Regions from separate parts of the Mus musculus genome. Here all the other regions are linked to region 1. The links are chromatin contacts, called in public Hi-C and promoter capture Hi-C maps. All regions are on one chromosome and are shown on one strand. The core of a region is the stretch at or near the end of the contact, and the rest is flanking DNA. Distances in the headings are between cores, read along the strand shown. Region 1 holds the start of Tmem138 (transmembrane protein 138). Region 2 holds the start of Stx5a (syntaxin 5A). Region 3 holds the start of Stx3 (syntaxin 3). Region 4 holds the start of Mrpl16 (mitochondrial ribosomal protein L16).

Evidence for each region. Hi-C and Micro-C count contacts between places; a contact is called where the count stands out from the background. Capture Hi-C pulls out chosen DNA fragments and counts their contacts.
Region 2: a contact with region 1 is called in a Hi-C map of B cells, with 6 read pairs. A contact is called at or near these places in 1 of 39 promoter capture datasets (cranial neural crest), 1 of 484 Hi-C or Micro-C datasets (B cells) and 3 of 9 other capture datasets (adipose tissue, liver and pancreatic islet).
Region 3: a promoter capture Hi-C map of adipose tissue shows a contact between it and region 1. A contact is called at or near these places in 1 of 39 promoter capture datasets (cranial neural crest) and 2 of 9 other capture datasets (adipose tissue and pancreatic islet).
Region 4: a promoter capture Hi-C map of liver shows a contact between it and region 1, with 3 times the contacts expected there. A contact is called at or near these places in 1 of 39 promoter capture datasets (pre-B cells) and 2 of 9 other capture datasets (adipose tissue and liver).

The regions. Positions count from the first base shown.
Region 1 is chr19:10,575,123-10,580,035 of GRCm38.p6, reverse strand. Tmem138 (transmembrane protein 138) reads left to right here and starts at 2,650. Exons shown (of 5, transcript NM_028411.4): 1 at 2,650-2,952; 2 at 4,525-4,796. The coding sequence starts at 4,669. Cyb561a3 (cytochrome b561 family, member A3) reads right to left here and starts at 2,879. Exons shown (of 8, transcript NM_201351.2): 1 at 1,953-2,879; 2 at 962-1,054.
Region 2 is chr19:8,739,514-8,744,426 of GRCm38.p6, reverse strand. It overlaps Stx5a (syntaxin 5A), which reads right to left and starts at 2,624. Exons shown (of 10, transcript NM_019829.4): 1 at 1,930-2,624; 2 at 1,503-1,573; 3 at 1,292-1,347; 4 at 1,004-1,074. The coding sequence starts at 2,154. Wdr74 (WD repeat domain 74) reads right to left here. Exons shown (of 11, transcript NM_134139.1): 9 at 4,463-4,608; 10 at 4,275-4,331; 11 at 3,803-4,025. The coding sequence ends at 3,849. 1700092M07Rik (RIKEN cDNA 1700092M07 gene) reads right to left here and starts at 3,709. Exons shown (of 2, transcript NM_001177347.1): 1 at 3,581-3,709; 2 at 3,202-3,452. The coding sequence starts at 3,659. The coding sequence ends at 3,271. Mir6992 (microRNA 6992) reads right to left here and starts at 1,456; the gene lies at 1,348-1,456.
Region 3 is chr19:11,816,426-11,821,338 of GRCm38.p6, reverse strand. Stx3 (syntaxin 3) reads left to right here and starts at 1,936. Exons shown (of 11, transcript NM_152220.2): 1 at 1,936-2,647. The coding sequence starts at 2,618. It overlaps Gm41810 (a long non-coding RNA gene), which reads right to left. Exons shown (of 2, transcript XR_003952942.1): 1 at 2,999-4,913; 2 at 1-2,686.
Region 4 is chr19:11,768,495-11,773,407 of GRCm38.p6, reverse strand. Mrpl16 (mitochondrial ribosomal protein L16) reads right to left here and starts at 2,993. Exons shown (of 4, transcript NM_025606.3): 1 at 2,884-2,993; 2 at 2,541-2,606; 3 at 385-533. The coding sequence starts at 2,938.

The sequences.
Region 1 (4,913 bases), core at 1,401-3,900:
GCCAAGTGATGCATACGCAGGAATCCACAGAAAAGGTTGTTGAGTTCTCTGGAGTCAAGAGTTACAGTCAGCTGTTTACCACTCAACTTGAGTGCAGGAAACCAAATCTAGGTCCTGTGAAGGAGCAGCAAACTTTCTTAACCACTGAGCCATCTCTTTAGCTCCTATTATAGGATTTTATCCTAGCCGCTAACAAGACCTCCAGCCAGCTAGGCTAGGTGGAATTCACGCCACTGGCTACTTGAGAGGCTGAATCGGGTGAGACCAGCTCCCCCAACAAACAAAACCCTGAAGCTCATTGTCCCCATGCCTGCCCAGGCCTCTCAGTAGCCTTGATTACATCTCATGACATGCCAGATAGTCATCCAACCTGCAGCAGATGCTGGGCTCTCGTGGGTGACTCTAGTTAGTAGCAATCTCTGAGAAAGAGCTGAGGGCTAGGAGGTTTATCACCCAGCCTCAGAGCTGCCTCCTTGATTCATGCAAGAGCAAAAAAGGTTTGGGATTACCAAGTGTCCACTGCCTAACACAACCTCCACTCTTCCAGTCACCTGACAGCGTTGGCTTCTGCAGTTTATTTTTTTACAAAAGGAAAAAGGAGACAATGGTCCCTTTGCCCATAGTCCACTCTCAGCCCTTAAGAGTGAGTTCTCTACAATGTTCTCTCTGAACACTGTCTACTTCATTTCTGGATCGTGCCCCACCTTCACCTTGTAATAAACTCTACATATTTTCTATCTTGAAGCTTAAAACTGGGAGTGGTGGTACACGCCTATAATCCCAGCATTCCAGAGGTAAAAAGCTGAAGAATCAGAAGTTCAAGGCCAACCTCTGCTACATGTTTGTAGTTGAGCATAAGCCCAGGCTAAATAAGACCCTAGCCAAAAAATAAAAAATAAAAATAAAGGCAGGGGTGTGGGGGTGGAAGGCTTGGCCATTAAGAAGTTAAGAGAGTACATACTGGTCTTGCAGCACACCACAGCTGAGTTCCCAGCACCTACATCAGCTCACAGCTCCAAGGGACCAAATACCTACTTCTGGCCTTCACAGGAACCTGCATACACATAACATTCACATACAGACACATTTGATGAAAAGGAAAGGCAAAACATTCCAAACCAACCCGCATCACTCCAGTTACAAGTCCTGGACTAGCACTTTGCCACAGGCTTAGAACAGATGGGACACTTTTCTGACAGAAGGCCGGAAAGTTAGTTACATTGCTGTCTACAGTTCACAAATAAGCCCTCTCTTTTCCTAAAATAGCAAAAGCAAGGAAAAGAACGCAGGCAAAGGCTGAGACTACGCTCTCACTTGCACTGAGAGAGCAGTTTGTACTAAGACACCAGACATGCTCACCACTGCCGGGTCTCCTGTCCTTGCTTGGCTGAGCCCCATGCTCAAGGAGGGAGTCCACAGACTCTTTAGGCTGTTTGGGCTTGAAGCCTCTGTCACAACTATATTCATTCTTGGCTGGTGTAATATAAGAGTAGCCAGGAAGGGTATCTCAACAAATGAGCATGGCTGTGCCTCGTTAACACCACAGACACTGATGTCTAAGTTTTACATGATTTTCACATTTCACACAATATGATCCCTCTGCCCCAATAGTTTAAATATGTAAAAGCCACTCAGGGTTAGATGTATGGGGTGTAGTTTATCTACCTTGATTTAAGAAGTGTACCGAACCTCTATTTAATGTTTTCCTCAATTCACTGGCTAAAGGATTCTCATAGGCTGAGCTAAAACAGAATCAGTCCCTGGGTTAAGAAGTGAACCTTCCATTACTCTCAGGAAAAGGCTGTACTCCAAACACAGTTACTTTTAGAAGTTAGAGCTACAAACAAAAAGACCAAAGGGCAGAGTTAGTTGTTTCCTCCTCAAAGACGGAGGGACACTAAGAATTCTGGGGACCAGATTTAGAGTGCAAATCCTATAAACCTGCATCTTACAATTCAAAAGTACTGCAGCGCCGGGATCCAAAGAAGAGTAACTCGGTCAGGCAAATGGCAAGCCTGGTACAGGCACCCAGTTCCTGTGTTCAGTTCCCAGAACTCATTTCCAAAGGCAGCCCCTCCAAACGGCAGGACTCAGGAGTGAGTGACAAATAATATTCCACTCAGGAGTGTGAATAAAGTCCACCTTAGCACAAGTGCTCACAGACCGGTCCTTCGTCCTTCGGACAGTCAGATTTACTCCAGGTGCAAGGGGGGTATGACGGTGACTCCTTTAGTCAGGTTGGTTCTAGCAAGTCTTAGATGAGACGCCTTTTGAAAAGCGTGAGAGCCTCTACGAACACCACCTGCGGTATGGAAGGGGCACGGAAAAGTGTCCAATTCTTACGAGGAAAAATAGGCTGAACGCCGAGGTAAGACAGAGCGAAGCAAGGAAGCGGCGGAACCACCACTGGAACCCATAACCCGGCTCTCCCAGCCCGGGTTCTATCCCACCCTTAGCCACACAGTGGGACACCTTGGGGGCAGGTCTCTGGGACCCGCCGGTCAGCGAGAGCTGCCACTCCCTAGGCTCCTCTTGAACCTCGGAGAACTGACTTTCCAGCAAGTCTGCAGACCACGGCATCCGCTACAGAGGGCGCTAAGTGAGATTTTTATAGGCTCGGCCACTTCCGGGGGTGAGCTGGGGCGTCTGGGAAATGGGGTTTGCAAGCTAAGGGGCGCGTTCCTGAGCGGTCCGATTCCTAGGAGCGCTGCGTCCTATCAGCCTTGTCTCTAACCACAGACCCCGTCCAGAGACAGGTGAAATGCTGGGGTTAACAACCTCACGCTAGGGTCGGCCCTCAGCGAGGCAAGATAGAAGAACCGGTCACAGGGAGAGCCTGAGAAAGCAAAGACCCTAACATGGCGGGCAATTAGCAATCTACTTCCGGAATTTAAAGCCAGCTTCCGGAAGCCGAGCGAGTGTTCCCATGACAACCGACGTCGGTTCCTTGAGGTGCGTGTAGATGCTGGGGATCATAGAGTGGCTGGAAGTCAGAATTTTGTGTTGCTATTGCTTTTGCTATGAGTCTTTTGCCGAGGCCTTTCGGTCTGTGAGCGGATTGGGACTGGTGAGGAAAACCGTGTTAAACTGGAGGGTGCTCGACCGCGTAGCCAGAGCGAGGGGCGTTTCTGCCTAACGGATGCCCTTGGTAGAGCCTTACCAAGTGGTGCGTTTGACTCTACTCATTTGCGAGCTGGAGGAAATGACTCTATTTATGCGTCCTTGCCTATAGCCAGGGGATAATTCTTTCCTACCTTGCAGATTGTTATGAGGATTAAAGTAAATTCTCTTGGTTAACAAGATTATCATGGCGCTGGTACCTAGAGAGATATTGTGTGAAAACTCAAGCCCAGAGAAGTTACATTCATATATTTAAAGAGAGAGAGAGAGAGAGAGAGAGAGAGAGAGAGAGAAAGAAAAGAAAAGAAAACCACGGGGCTTTTCCACCGCGGAAGGTGGACGGGTTCCGGACCCCTCAGAACCTTTGCAAAATGAGGGTTATATGCACTAAAATGGCTGCTTTTCAAGTCCAGGGATCAAGTAAAGTTATAAATATGCTCCCCTCACTTGCTGCCTCAGTGTTTCTGTCATAACCTTTATAAAGTTCCTCTAGGAGAGTACTTTGTCTTCTCAACTCCTTCTGTATGTGACACTGTCCATTTCTATGAGGACATATTTCTCACCTACTTAGATAGCACTCTATAAATTATGAAATAGGCTGGTTGTATAGTGCCTCTTAGAATACCACTCTGCCACCTACCAGCTGTGGAATCTTGGTCTAATTAGTTACCTTTGCTGAGCCTCAGTTTTCTCATCTAGGAATTGAGGGAAATAAGAATTGATTTTCTACCTTATGAGGTTATTATAAGATTTTAATAACATCTGTGATTGAAACAGTTCCTAGAGTGTTGCATGAAATATATAAGGGTTTTATTTACTACCATTACTACTATTATGTGACCAGGCTGTCACTGCTCTGTAGTAACCCTAAATATTCTTGGTTAGAGTTGTGTATTTGTCAGGTGTGGGTAAATTCCTGTAGAACAGGCTCTCAGGGTTTACCCTGAGGATCAGGGCAGGAGGATCAAGAAGTTAAGATGAGCTTGGGCTACATAGCAAGATCTGGTTCCAAAAAAAAAAAAAAAAGCGCCATGCATTAAGAAGGATCCAGACATGGAGAAAAATTTGCTGTTAATGAGTCTCTAGAATGAATGACAAGTTATGGTGCAGTGGGGTGGAGTTGGGATGGGTTTGGGTTTGTCTTGTTTGGTGAAGAATCTTGGCTCTCATAACCCAAGCTGGCCTCAGACTCTTAATCCTCCTGTTTTAGGTTCCTGAATATTGTGATTATAGGTGTGTGCCACTATGCCTGGCTTTAGCTGGGTTTTTGTTTTGATAATTGGTTTTAACTAATATACCCTGATCACCTAGAATGGTGTTTTGCATACCAATGTTTATTGCTAGACTTCTAATATTGCCTTCCTTGCCCTTCCTCCCTTTCTTACCTCTTTCCCCTCCAAACAGGTCCTTGCATTAGAGCCAAGGAAACAGCTCCGATTTGGAAAAACTAAACATCTCTCCTGGAGTTCTGGGCAGAGAGAAAACCAGTAGTCATTTTCTTCGGAACTGTGGAATGTACCCTTGGGAGTCCCACAAATCAGGCAGAAGATGCTCCAGACCGGTAACTACAGCCTGGTGCTCTCCCTGCAGTTCCTGTTGCTGTCCTATGACCTGTTCGTCAACTCCTTCTCAGAGCTACTCCGAATGGCTCCTGTTATCCAGCTTGTGCTGTTCATGTGAGTATAAGAGGCAGGCCTGAAAAGCTGACTCCAAAGAGTGTGAAGGTCCTGACTGTCACAGTTGAGCATTTTAAGGTTATTGGTGTGTTTAGACATCTATGCTGTCTGAGGGTT
Region 2 (4,913 bases), core at 1,375-3,874, 1.8 Mb after region 1:
AATCCCAGCAACCACATGGTGGCTCACAACCATCCGTAATGAGATCTGACGCCCTCTTCTGGTCTGTCTGAAGACAGCTACAGTGTACTAGCATATAATAAATCTTAAAAAAAAAAAAACAAAAAAACAAAACAACATAATTACAGACCAGGTTGGCCTCAAACTCAGAGATCTGTAGCTTGCCTTTGCTACTTTGTGGGTTTCTTTTTCCCAGTCTTCCTCACCCACCTCCATAACATATACATACTCCATTCAACTAAATAGGAGAGAAAGAAGGGAGAGGGAAAAGAGAGATCTGTAAACCTAATTTCTTTCTTAGTTCTTCCAGCATGACTACTAAACTCCCCTTGAAATAACCACCAACGCCGCCTCTTGAATGGCCCCAACATTTATATACCCTCTGAAAAATTCCCAGAATTCCAAACATCACACAATCACAGAAACTATCTGTAGCTGGCAAATCACAATCAGGTGCTACAGACAGACAGAAGCAGCCCCACATACCTACACCTGGGATTAAAACGAAAACATCTCTACCACTACAGAAATCACCTGCCTCTGCCTCTTGAGGTCTGAAATTAAAGACATATACTATCTGGCTGAATTTCTGCATATAGACCCCTCAGCCTACCTCTACATAAGCTGAGTCCAAATCAGATTTCATATCCTTGGTCAATCTTTCCCAGTATCCTGCTTCATTAATCATTTTGTAAGATCTTTTCTATACTGACACCTAACCTCATTTTAAGCCAAGGCTTTTGATGCTGGGTAACTCTCAAGGAAAATGAGCCCTTGAAGACAATGCTCTTGCTTCCCAGTTGTTTCATCAGCATCTAGAACAGTGCTTTATAAATACTAGATGACCTAAGTGTCTACTGACTCAATGGAGGAGCAGGGTGTTTGGACATGGGTCTAGATACTTACCCTGGGGATTCATGGCGATGGAAAATGATGGAAGTAATCTAATTAGAATGCTGGGCTCTCCTGATGGCTAGCAGCTCACCTGTTTGATGATGTATGTTAGCTCCTCAATTTCTACTGCTTTATCATCAAAGAGGGACTTGCGCTTTGCCACTGCAGAGACAGATGAAACATTAGGACAGGTGAGGGTAAATAGCAAGGCTCAAAGAGCTAGGATGACAGTTCAGTAGTAGAGACACTTGCCTTAAGGTATACATCCCTGGTTTAAATCCCCAGCACCATAGAAAAAATAAGACAAAACCTCCATGAGCCTCACCTCCTAGTACTATGTTTCACTGTCCCACCTAGGAAAGGCCTCCCAAACACTCACAGATTGTTAGCTTCTCCAGCTTGGCAAATGTATTGCTGAGATCTTTCCCAATGCGCCTGCAAATGATCATCAGTGAGAAGGTTGTGGTAAAGGGCAGGAAAGAGGCTGTTACCATAACCTCCAACACAACCAATTCCACTCAGCCAAACCATCACAGGCAGATATACTTAAGACACTGTATCACCCCACCACAACGCCCCTCTCAACTCACCTGGCCATGAGGGTAAATTCACTGCACTGTCGGGCTGCGTGCAGAGCCGGTTTGCTTGTTTGGATTCCATTCTGAATTGTATCAAAAAGTTGCTACTTTAGTTCCTGTCACTACTTACCTCAGCTTTTCACTGCTCCCTCACATAACCCACTAAACACTCTAGCGCTGTTGACATCAGACAATCTACATTTATCAGTGGTTTGTAGATAAGAAAAAAATTAGATGTAGGTTTAAATCCTGACTCATCCTTTGTGGTATTTAGGGCAACTTACTTAAAGTATTCTTGAAATTACTGAAGACAATTCCTCCTCTCCTACTGATAAGATTAGTCTATCTAAGAGTTGTAAATTAAGTTTAGACAACTACCAAACAAACCTAAGCATTAACTAAATGGGCTCACGCCTGCCTTTCCACTCCAGCTTCTTACCTGACGGCTCTGCAGGGACTTGCAGGCAGACTGGAACTCCTGGGTCCGATCCCGGCAGGACATGGTGTCGGGAGGGGAGGGGACCAGGGCCACCGGAGTGGGCAAAGGAGTGCTGTCACTGCTGCTACTGATAGCAGTTGCAGGGGACAGAACCTGTGTCTTTGAGAGACCCAGGTAGACACCCTGATCCGTGTTCTTAGATCCGTAGCGTTTCCGCGGGATCATCGAGTCGCATAACCTCAGACTGTTGTGGAGAGGAGAATGTCATTCTCCAGACAGCCTCTTTCCCCAAACGCTCCCCTCAACTAGCAAATCCCCAGGCCCTTTCCCGTATTTGACAGACTTTGGAGCCCACGGCCACCCGCAGATCCTGCACCCTGGACACGGCGAGAACGGTCAGCTTCCTCCAGGCCCAAGGCGAAGCCTCCTCAGAGTCTCCTTCCGACTTGGCTCTGACTGCCAGAGCTCCGGCCGGGGCCCCTAAAGTCGAGAAAACAGCCACAGCCTGGTCCTGCGGCCCTGAACTTCCAGGCAGACCTTTGCAGTTAGCCCAGGTCTCAATCCTGCCTTTGGTATACGTGATTTCCTTCCCCCTCTCACAGAAAACAGCAACCGATCTCCAGAGGTGGACACACTTCGGAGGGCGGAGGGGGAGGCGAAAAAACCCTCTTAAAAGTGTTTATTTGAAACAGGAAGTCCCACCTCCGTCAAAGTTCCGCCTGTTGGAAGACTGCAGCCACTGATTGGATGGGGCCAAGTTTTTCCTTAACAAGACCTTTCCTGATTGGACAGCGAGGTATTCGCTTACGCGGAGCCGCCAGCAGGACTTACTCCTGGCTCCCTTCCCCCCTCCCCCGTCAAGCCGCTGCCCGGAGCTGAGCCGAACGACAGAGGCTGGACTCCTACTGAAGCGAAACCCTACCTCTTCTGTTTCCTACCGCCACCACCACCGCCACTCTTCCCAGATCGTTGCCGCCTCCTCGAAGGACTTGTAAGCAGTGGAAGCCGGACCAAAGAACAGGAGCCGCCACGTCACCTAGACGTACTCCTAACTCGGTGACGTGGCTGCTGCGCCACGCCTTTTTTTTAGCCCAGAGACAGAAAGAACACACCCCTACCATGCAAACTCGACTCCGCTCTCCTATTGGTTAGACTGCCACCGCGGCCCCGCCCCTGAAGTGCGAGAACAAATCTGGACCTGCTGGGTTAGAGGCGCCTTAAAGAGCCTGTGTGTGGTCTCAGAGCCTTTAAAGCTGGAAGCCTAGGCCTAAGTGTTTTCAGCAGATTCGCAATATTAACTTTATTCTCTGGTGTTGGGGAGGACTAAGACCAGGGTTGTAGTCAGCCTTTTTCTGGTTCCTTGTGGCTTCCCTCATGTTTGCGTTCCTGCATCTGATTGTCCTGCTTGCCTGACCGCGAGGACTCCCGACGGCTGAACATGGATAGCCTGCGCCACAGCACGGTGATCAGGAGACTTTCGTTAGATCTTTGTTTACGGCGGCCTGAGTTGTCCACTTCGTTGCCTACAAGCACCACAGGGTCCACTTAATTCACTTCTGTTCTCTCCAGCCCCACCTCTGGGGCAGTCCCTTTGGGGCACCTCCGGCTCCCATTCCAGGACCTGAGACCCGTTTTTTGTATCTAGTCCTACCTTCCCTGCCATCCTCTGTTACTTCATCCCTTGCTTGCTCATCCGAGGCCCAACGGTTCTTGTCCTGACAGCAGCCCATGGCCCCGAAAGGCGCAGGACTCTGTCACCCTCCCCAGCCAGCCTAGCTCTGGGCCTAGCTTTTGTGATGTCAGGTCTCCCGCAGCTAGGTGAGGGAACCCCTCCCACCTACAAGGCGTTTCTCCCATCACAAAAGGTCCAGGATCAGTACGCGCGTTGGGCTATTTATTAACAACATGAGCAAGGGGCTTCAAGGACTGGTGGATCCAGGCCGCTTCTTTTTCTTCCTTCTTTGGAGAGCACCTTGTGTCTGGTCCAAATCTGGGAGCTTCCGCTTGGCAGCTGCCTCCAAAGAGGCCCAAAGTTCATCTGTCTCTGTGTCTTCTGAGGGTACTTGGTTGGGCTCTTGAGGTTCTTGGGGCTCATCCTGATGATCAAGAAGGACATTCAGGAGTCAGGGAAAGAGGATGAAAATCTAGAAACCAATGCCCTCGTGTTCTGGAGGACTTCACCCTTGGCAATAGCCTGTAAAGGCTTGAGGACTCCTCAAGGAAATTAAGTTACAGTAAAGAGAAAGCCCCGGCCTGTGTTCTAGCAGCCTCCTGTTCTCTCCACAGAGAATCCCTTGCCATCATGCCTTTGGCTCCAAAATTCTCACACCTAACTAGTTGCTCACCTCCCAGTTATCCCGGCCTGACAGGAGAAGGCAGTTCAGTTGAGACTTGAGATAAACCTGTAAAATAAAAGGGGTTTTTGAGTCCAGATAAGCTGAGACGGAAACTTTTTGATGTGGGGCACAGGAAAGGGGAGAGGTTCCAGAAAAGGTAAGTTAGAATGGCGAGTGCCAAAGGTTTGGGCGCTCACCTTATGCTCTAGCCCACGTGGATTGCGGATCCTGTGTATCCTCAAGACTCTGTCCAAGCCACATGAGGCTAATAGGGGCTTTGAAGGGTGACACTGCAGCCCACGAACACTACCTGCAAGCCCCTTCAGACAGCCCAGTAGACGCCCTGGAGAAGGATGTAGGGCATGGGTGTTAGCTAACCAGCCACTGAATATGTAGTTAGTTACTGTTCAAATCACTTACATATCAGTACTTAGTCCTCAGAATAACCTAGAAACAGGAGTTACCAATGACAATTCAGTTTTATAGGCAAAGAAACAAAGACATAGGAATCAAATAACTAGTCCAAGGTTAGAGTTTTTAGTGAAATCGGAACTTGAACCCAGAGAGTGACTGTGACACTGACAGGGCACAGTGACCCTGTCAGTAGTGACCTTTCTCTTTGCCCTCTCCCCTTCTCAAGCAACCCAT
Region 3 (4,913 bases), core at 687-3,186, 1.2 Mb before region 1:
CTAGGTAGATCTGGCTGGTAAATCTCAGGGATCCACTGTTTCTACTTTCCCAGTTCTGGAATTACCAGTATGTGCCACTGTGTTTGATTATTATTATTATTATCATTATTATTATTATTATTATTATTATAAGTTCTGGGAATTGAACTCCGGTCCTCATATTTGTGGAGGAAGCACTTTACTGACTGAGCTATCTCTTAAGCTCTGACTTATGTTTTTTTTTTTTTTTTTAAGTGTCTGGATTAAGGCAAGAAGTAATAGGGAAGAAAACTTGTTCTGTATAATAACTTTTTAACAGAGCTGGTACCATTCAGTCATGGAAGGTACTACCTTGGGAGTATACAGAAAAACTGAGCAAATTAAAATGACCAGTGACCACTAACAAAAAGCTGTTCCATGCTATGTATCCTATGGTGGCCTTATCTAATGCACCTTTCTGATTCTATAATAGTCTGTGACTTTCATTGTATCACAGCTATTGTCCAGCTATGTAAATTAGATATCGGTAGTAAGCAGAGTGCTTCTATTCATGGAGATTATAAGGACTTAGTGTACAGGAGAAGCACGGTTTCTTCTCCCATCCCCAGAGCTAGTTTTGCATCAAGTAACCTATTCATGCCAGCCTTCCTGCTGTTTGTCTGTGGATCTGAATGAGTTTAACCTCTTACTGGTTGCTTCACTAATAAGCTAAAACATTAAAATATATTCATTTTATATTTGCATGAGAGTCACAATTTTTTCCCTGTTGAAATCAATTATATCCTTTAAAATAATTTGCTGGGACTTAAAAAAATTTTTTTTTTACTTGTATGAATGTTTTTGCCTGCATTATGTCTGTATACCACATGTGTGTAACCTCTGCAGAGCCCAGAAGAGGGCGTTGCATCCCCTGGAACTGTGTGTCACCATGTGGATGCTGGGAATTGAACCCAGGTCCTCCAGTCAGTGTTCTTTACTGCAGGGCCGTTTTTTGCAGCCTAAAATCAATCGCGTCTTAACTGGAATCCTTTGTTCTTGCTTCAAAATGAATCCATCCTCCTTCCTCACTTCTGTCCAGATTTCAGACGTCCACACTTCGAGAGTTTTTCACTGTAACCCCTCTTACTGGAGAGGTTGAAACAGGAGAATGGCAAGTTCAAAGCTTGCCTGGGCAATTCAGGGAGATTCTGTCTGAAAGGAGAAAACCTAAGGGCTGATGCTAGAGAATGAGCTCGGTGGCGGAAGGTTTTCCAAGTGTTTGCTGGGCTGGGGTGGGGGTGTTCAAGCCCTAGCTGTAGGGTTACGACCACCAGGGGGCGTGGAAACTTTCGCAGTCCTCGCTGGGCCAGCGTCAGGACAGGAGCCGGAGGTCAGATAGAGGATTAGAGTTGATTACCGCATAGTTGGCTCTAACAGCTCAAGCCCTGCCTTACTTGACTACCTTTATGGCAGCGGAGGAAGTCAGTAGGAGCGTGCACATCGCAGAGGGTAAAGTCCGGTTATAATTAGAAAGTATCTATGGCCTTTAAGATTGAACACAAAGTCGAGGATACTTCTCGAACTTGAGACCAAGTCTTCACTAGCGCCAATTGTTGACCACTACTCTGGTCGATACGCCATTTGTTATCCCCAAATCAAATACGGAGGGGAAGGGAATAGGGGCACCGTTGAAGAGGAAGGGCAGTGAGAAGAACCACACTTTTCTAAAAATTCTTCAAATCCCAGGGCTCTTGACAGCAAGGAGGAGAGAGGTGGGCTTAAGTTTTCCAAATCAAACAAACGTCTTTATCCTACAACTCTGCCCGGTAGTTAAAAGTCAGTTGCTTCTTTTCTCGTACAGGCTAAGCAGAAAATTGCTAAGCAGCCTCTGATTTATATAGCTATGGAAACGGACTCTCCTAGATTCCCTCAAGTTATTCAAATTGTTAGTAAAAGGTGACTGGACCGCCTACACGACTTCGAGAGGCCCCACAACCACTAGCATCATAATCCCCAAATTCCTCGCCGCAGCCCGATCCAGGGCATCTCATCTGCAGTTACGCCCTACGGGAACAAGTCTCTGAGCCCGAACCGCACAGATTTTATACCCAACAGGTCCCTTCTTTAAGGCGGAATATCTCTTGAGCATCATCGGAACGTTTTCCCTCATCAAAGGGAGCAGGAACCAGCTTGTCTTCAACCTGAGGAGTCCGCAGAGGGCCGAACAATAAGAACAGTGCGGAAAATACGGAATCGAAGCCAGACAGACCACCCCCGCCTTTTTTTTTTTTTTTTTTTGTTTCTGCCTTTCGAGGGGCATGGGAAGGTGTGCCCGGAATGCTTCCGGCGCTGGAGCGCGCTGGCCCTTTAAGCAGGAGCTCGGGGAGCGGCCCAGGTATGGGGCGGGCCCAGGGGCGGGCGAGCCCTGAGCCGGCGCGGTCTCGTAGCCGGATTTGGAGCGCGGCGCCGGCGGGGGCCGGAGGGGGCGGCGCGGCGGACCTCGGTGGCCTCGGACGCTCCTCCTCGAGAGCGGCCGCCGCCCGCCTCCGCCCGCTCTAGCAGCTCTCTCGCCCCGGCCGGCAGCCGCCGCCGCTCCAGGCCGCTCACTTGGGACGCGCTCACCTGAGACAAGGCGCCCGCCGCCCTCACCTGGGCCAGGATGAAGGACCGGCTGGAGCAGCTGAAGGCCGTGAGTCCGCGGCGCTTGGGGGATCAGGCGGGCCCCGGGCTGCGGGGATCGGTCATCAGGATAAGTGGCGTGGGAGAGGGGCTTCTCCTAGTTCCCCTAACCCAGGCCGCAGGGGTGCTCTGCGCGCTAGGCCTCCCTCCGCCCAAGCCCCCGCCTCATCCCGCGGAGCTTTGCACCCTCCCCTCCCCTGCAGGGTCATGTGCTCGGTGATTCATCACCTAGCTGCGATTTCCCTGGACGCCCGTAACCCTCTTACCCCTTCTCCCCCAAAGCTGGACAGGGTTCCTCCAGAGCTGGACCCACTCGGGGACTTGAAATCAGCGGGGCTAATGGAGAAGTCAGGGGGCTCACCTCACCAGCTGTCTTCTGCCGCCTGGCACTGTGCCCCAAACCGGCCTCCTCTCCTTTCTATTTCCCTCCCGGAGCACCGGGCAGGGCTACTCCATCCCCGGAGTAGTTGAGAGTTCCGGGTGACTTCCGGAGCGGTGAGCCTGTTAGGTGCTGAGATGGCACCCCTCTTCCCATTCAGTGGTCTGTAATTATTTTGTCTTGTACCCCCGGAGACAGCTGTGGTCGTCTGCCGCACAAAAGCTGAAAAGCTTAGGTCACTTACTCTTTTGAGCCTATTTCCTTGTCGGTCAAGGGAGAATCTTCCTTCCTTATAGGTCTGTTATGAAGGTTGAATGACATAATGGGATTGATATAGGGAAGTGCTGAAGCATCAATTTTTGGAGGTATAGATTCATTTAGTAAGTTACTGAGCACATTCTATGGAGCAGGGCGAGTGTGAAACTTTAGGAACCCACCCGGTGATACAGGCTGCCACTTAATGGGATATAACAGTGCAGCCCTGGAAACTCACAGTGGAGTCTGCCTCCTAGCTAGCCTAGAAGCGCGCATCAGCTCAGATCTCAGACTAGACCTGGTGAAGGTCTCACCGAGTCTTCCCAGGTGATTAATGAGCTCCTTACAGTAGGGAAGTATTAGTCTGCATTAGCACTGGGGCTTTGCCCTGGCCCTACTGCTTACTGGTTACCCTTTAAACTCCAAGCTTAAGTTTTGTTATCTGTAAAATGAGTAGGTATGCAAGCTAAAAGCAAGTGAGCTGCAGGAGAGCCCTTTGTATGGCGCCTAGGACTTATGCTAATAACTTAATGTTTTTTTTTTTTTTGGCTTTTTTTGTTTTGAAATAGAAATGTTGGTGTTGTAATTGTTTTACTTTCTCCTCCCTTGCAGGGATGAGATCTTCCTCACCCTGTTTGCATGCTCTGGGTCCTGGGCTGTAGAATAGGTTTGGGAGATGGAGAAATGAGAGAAGGAAGAGACAGTTGCTTATTGTGGGAGCCAGCCTCTGCCCCAAAGTTGCTTTTTCACATTTGAGCCTCAGGGCATCCTGGTTAACTGAGGGGCAAACTTTACTTGGTGCTCTTTTGTAGTTGGGATAACCTGGATGGCAGGGATGCCCCTTGTCAAAAAGAGTTCAGAGCTGAACAGCAGTCAGAGGCCGCTCCCTTTACTTAGTCAGGGAATCTATTTTGAGACTAAGATACTCCCTGGCTCTTTTCAGTAGTTGGTTGTCAACAAAGTAATCTTAAGTGAGCTTTGAGTTCCAAGAACAAGGCATTTTTCTAGGGAACCGGAACACGTTCCTTTGCCTCTCAGCCCTGCAGGGTTAGCCTCTGTAAATCAGGGCTAATGCAAGTGAGGTGCTAGCTGGTGCTATATTTATGGTAGTGTTCTAAAACCACAGGGAGGTCGCTGTCCTTTTGGAGCAGTGCGATGCAGAGAGGATGGGGTTGAAGTTCAAAGGCTTCTCTAATTGAGGCCCTGACACTTAGTAGCCGGGATCCTTTTGCAACTTCACCTCTGTGCTGCTGCTGCCTCAGCCACTGCTTCTTCTTGATTATTCTTACTTATTTATTGACAATTTCATTCACGGATACAATGTATCTTGATAACTGACCCAAATCCTCCCTCCTCTATCCTCAGATAACCTCCCGTACATCTAACAGTCTTGTACCTTCATGTCTTCTCTTTCCTTTTCTCTTTAAAAATTTTACATAATCAATTGAGTCCAGTAAAGGATGCCTGCATGCAAATCAGTATGGGGCTGTCTACCAGAGCATGGGTGGCCTGCCAAGGGGACACACTCCAGAAGGAAGAAAAATGATTCCCCCTTTCCCTAGAAGCCGGCGACTGCCAATGGCTCCTCACTTAGGGGTGGAGGGAGCCTCATGAGCCCTCAATCTGTGATGGAATGTCACGT
Region 4 (4,913 bases), core at 1,744-4,243, 1.2 Mb before region 1:
AGCAAGATAAAAATCTAACCTTGCTAGATTTTTGTTAACACAATTTCACATGGATCTGAACCATCTACCTGTTCAGTGAATACCTGTTGTATAGGCTACCTGCTTGTTGGCCACTAGGTTATTGGATCCTTTACATTATCACAGGGCTTATAGACAGAATTCAGTGCAAACTCTCAAGCATCTAGTATGGGACTCCTGTGTTTTCAATCCTACACTGTAGAAAAATATATAACTCACGTTTCCTTGGGAACCCAGTAGCCTAGTTCTATATCTATTTAAAGAGCAATTGGAATGTGGATGTAGGTGTGGCAGTTCTAATGTGGAGGAAGAGACTAGAATCAACTCAAAGAGAAGAAAACTTTGTTAATCTCTTTTATCACTCACCAAAATTGCAAAATTGCCTTCTGTAAAGTCAGTGGCTTCAGTTGAAGGCCCTCGTATGTCCTTCAAATTTTTAGGTTCTCTTCTTACTTTTGGCACAAGTGGGACTCTTTCAACAAATTTAAGCTTGGACCTTTCAGGGATGGAGACATCTAGCAGGAGCAAAGACAATCAAGAATAAGTGAAGGTGCACGACGCAGAGGGCCTAATGAGTAATAATTCCAGCGGTTACCATTTGCCTCTGGATGTTTCTAGCGACACTGGACTCTTTCAGCTATAACAATGCTTACACAAATGTTTCTCAGCCAAATTCACTTATTACCCCCCTGTATGTTCAGCCCCTATTTGTAGGGACTGTTCTCAATTATTACTTCATTCACTGTTAAAGCAGCTTTGGTATTTTGAGATTGTTTTTTTTTTTTAAAAAAAAAATCCCAACTGTAGTCTCCCCTCTTCCCCCATCTCAATCTACTCATTCCTGTTTCTATTCAGAAAAGGGCAGGCCTCCCATGAATATCAACCAAACGTGGCATATCAAGTTGCAGTAAGACTAGGCACCTTCTGTCGTATTAAGACTGGATGGGGCAACCCAAGATGAAGAAAAGGGTCCCAAAAACTGTCAAAAGAGTCAGAGACAGCCCCGTTAGGAGTCCCACATGAAGACTTCGCTATACACCCACAACATGTACGCAGAGGGTTGAGACAGTCTTATGGATGTCATGTGATCACTGTGTAACCTCGAACCTGCAGGAAGTGCTGGACTGAGTGGTGGCAACCTTTATATTTCTTTAGGGCTTCAACACTAAACAGACAAATGGGGGAAATACAAAGTGAAGTATTAGAAATTGAAAACAAGGGGCCCACAAGATGTCCCAACCGGTAAAAAGCACTGCTTGCCCATCTGGGTTGGAGCCTTAGGGCCCACGTGGTAGAAGGAGAGAACTGACTCCCAAAAGTAGTCACAGACCTCCAGATATATGCCTTGACACATACGCACCCACACAAGTGCATGCATACAAAATAAATAAAAGGCAATTAAAAATAAAAAGAATTGAAAACAGGAGCATACATAATTTTCAGCTAGGCCAAGAAACATAATTGGGCAAGTGGTATTCTAATCTCTACTTTAAAGAAGAGGAACTTCAGTTAAAACATCAAAGCCAGAAGCATGCTCTTAAAAACCAAAACCAAAAACAAAACAAAACTCACTGCTCCTCTAGATTGCAAAAATACCATTAAAACAAAACAAACAAACGAAAAAAAAAAAAACCTTCTGTTGTATTTTTCTTGGTAAACTTACAAAGTAGGATTTTTCTTGTCACTATCCTCTATATGACATCCTGGGGAAAACAACTGTGACTCAAAAAAAAAATTAAATATGAGAAAGAATGGCTCCATGATAGAATAAACAAAACAGGAAGCCTCAAAGGGCCATCAGATCATTAATGGAATAATAAAGTTGCTGTTCCAAGTTACAAAAACTACTCTCCCTTCACTGACTTCTATGGGCAGCTACTGTGAGACCTGGTAATACGTTCTTACATCTGCAAGTTAGTATGCACTTCTAAGCACACACAGCACCTTATTTATCAAAAATGTTAGGAGTGTTTTGTCTGCATGTATTAATGTGCAGAAGAGGATGTAGGAACCCCTGAAGCTGGAGTCCCAGATGGTTATGAACAATCTTGTGGGTTCTGAGAATTGAACCTGGGTTCTCTGCAAGAGCAACAAGTGTTATTAACTGCTGAGCCATTGCTCCAGCCCACACAGTAGTTTAACAGTTATGTGCCGAAGACCCTCAGATGTCTAGGCCATTTGCAGTTTTGGAGATTTTAGTACATTAAAAAGTTAGATGTACAGGACTGCAGAGCACCTGGCTACTATTGCTAAGTGTCTGCATATCTGTACTATTATTTAGAAGATAAAAAAATCTGATATATGCCCAGTTAGTGCTGACTGGGTAGATCATGGGCCACACATCAGTGGTAGGATGCCTGGGAACTAGCCCAATAGTTATCTGCTTTGCAACATCGAGGGACTTCGCTGCAGTTTGCCTTCCTTACATATATCTGTTGAATCACTCAACGGAGGGAGGAAGCACAAACACACCTTCGATGCCTTTTCTCAGAGAAAAATAAGTGGAAATGACAGGTACTCACTTTCAAAAGTTGGAACTGGGAGGAGCGTCTTCAGACCAGCACTGGTGGGAAGGGCTGCCCAAGAATCTACAATGACAAATCAAACCATTACTGTTACACTCTGATCACTCCTGACAGAGGTGTCTAGAAGCACGGGGGTACGAGTTCCACTAAATGGGCTTCCAAGGAAGCAACTAGGCTCACGGAGCACCGTCTCCCGCACATGACCAGGACCCAGGCCTCCGCATAGTGGAGGTGGAAGAAGTAAGGAAAGCGCAGGACCTATCGCAGTAAGCATAGACTTTGGAATGTGGGGAGGAAGATCGGGGAAATGCCTTTTTAAAAGATGAAACAGGTTTCTGACCTGAAAAGTGCATCCGCAGGAGCGGCGCGGGGACGCGCGTCAACAGCCTCCACATGGCCACGCGTGTGCTGCCGGGTCAGGTTTCTCTCAACTACAACAGTGGCTTTTCCCAGTTCAGAGCTTTGCCGGCCCGCGGACACAAGACAGGAAGTGACGTCATCCTGTCCCACCTTTTATAGAGTCCTGACGGAAGTAGAGGAAACTTCCAGCACCTGGTTCTGGAGCAGGTTATCTGCGGGTTAAAGGTCCCACAGGCCAAGCCACGCCCGAGGTGTTTCAAGTTTCCGCGAGGGTCTTCTCAGTTTTTTTCTGTTTAGTGACAGCTCTGGGTTTTCTCCTTGGTGTAGAAAGCTGCGAAAGCCCGAGGTTTTGTAAGAAGTTGTTCCCTTAACTTTCCGTACATTTATGTCTCTTCTCTAGGGACATAGAAAGATGCTATTGATTTGTCATTGGCTTATTTACTGTGCGCTTGCTGAGTTTGGTCTTGACAAATCTATCAAAAGAGCTGTAGCTGGAGTTTTCAAGGTAAAAGCACTGGCTTGGGCATTCCCAACCGGCTGGGTTCGATCACCTGTCCTTTTACTTTTATAATTAAAAAAAAAAAAGATTTATTTATTTATTATATATAAGTACACTGTAGCTGTCCTCAGACACACCAGAAGAGGGCATCAGATCTCATTACAGATGGTTGTGAGCTACCATGTGGTTTCTGGGATTTGAACTCAAAACCTCTGGAAGAGCAGTCAGTGCTCTTAACCGCTGAGCCATCTCTGCAGTCCCACCTGTCCTTAATATGCTAATTAAAAGAAAGTAACCTCGAAAAGCCATTAATTTAAGGTAGCTTCATTTGAAATAATAAATGATGGACTCCAATGACCATTCAAGATCATTTTCATGGCCCTGATATGAGCTTTAAGCTATTTATTTATTTATTTATTTATTTGAGACAAAATCTCTATGTAGTTCTGGCTGTTCTAGAACTCACTATGTAGATAGGCTGGCCTCGAACTCACAGAGATCTGTCTGCCTCAGCCTACACAGTGTGGGATTAAAGGCATGTACCACCACACCTGGCACCTTTAAGTTTAACTAGTGGACAAACTGGGGCATCGAGTGGGGAGTCCGCTAAAAAGTATGCATAATTAAGCAGTCCTGGTCTAGGCTGATCATTGCTTCAGTTTTGGTTTGGTATGGTGGTCATCTCAAGCTGGCATAGATTAACAGGATTAATTTGTTTCTATAAATGATCAGTTTGGTTTCAAGATTTAGCCTTGTCTTCACAGAAGAGGGGTAATGTTCTGTCTTCAAAGTTTTTCCTTTAAGAAATCCAAGAGAAGGAGCTGGAGGGATGGCTGGGTCGTTAAGGGGATTGGCTGCTCTAGTGAATGGACCACACCATAATTTAATAAGGAAGGGAAATGAAATAATGTATAATTATCCTTTTGGAAATGTTGGACATATAATTTTTCCTGAGGCTGGAGCTTTGTAGTGATTAGAACAAGAGGATTTGTATCTAAGCTTTTAGGAGACAGATGAAATTAGCAAATGAGACTGATGTCTGTTGTGTTTAAATCATGTTAAATCTGTGTGCTCTTAAGAATTAATTTCACAAGCAGTAAGTACAGCCTTCAATGCTTGTGGATAAGATATACTGGGGAAATTGCTTACAAATCTATTCACCTGTGCAATACATCTGCTTCCCAAGTATTAAGAGACTCTACAAATCCACCCCAGGACACAATTTAACTTGTTTATTGATATTCCTCCTTCTGCGCTGGCAAAAGGCCACATTTTGAAAGACCTGAGAGTGGTCAGAACTCCAAGTCCCCTCTTTTTAAAAGAGATGTAATCCATTCCACGACAGGTGCCACCCATGCCAGGAAGGTCAACAAAGGTGTGATAAGAGGCAAGCATCTTGGTTGGGAGGAGTGTAAAAATGAAGAAATGAAGAACCTCCTCCTTCCTGTCTTATCTTCACTATTATCTCTCTACTTAAAATAGCACTGAGCCGAGGGACAGTTTCCACTAAG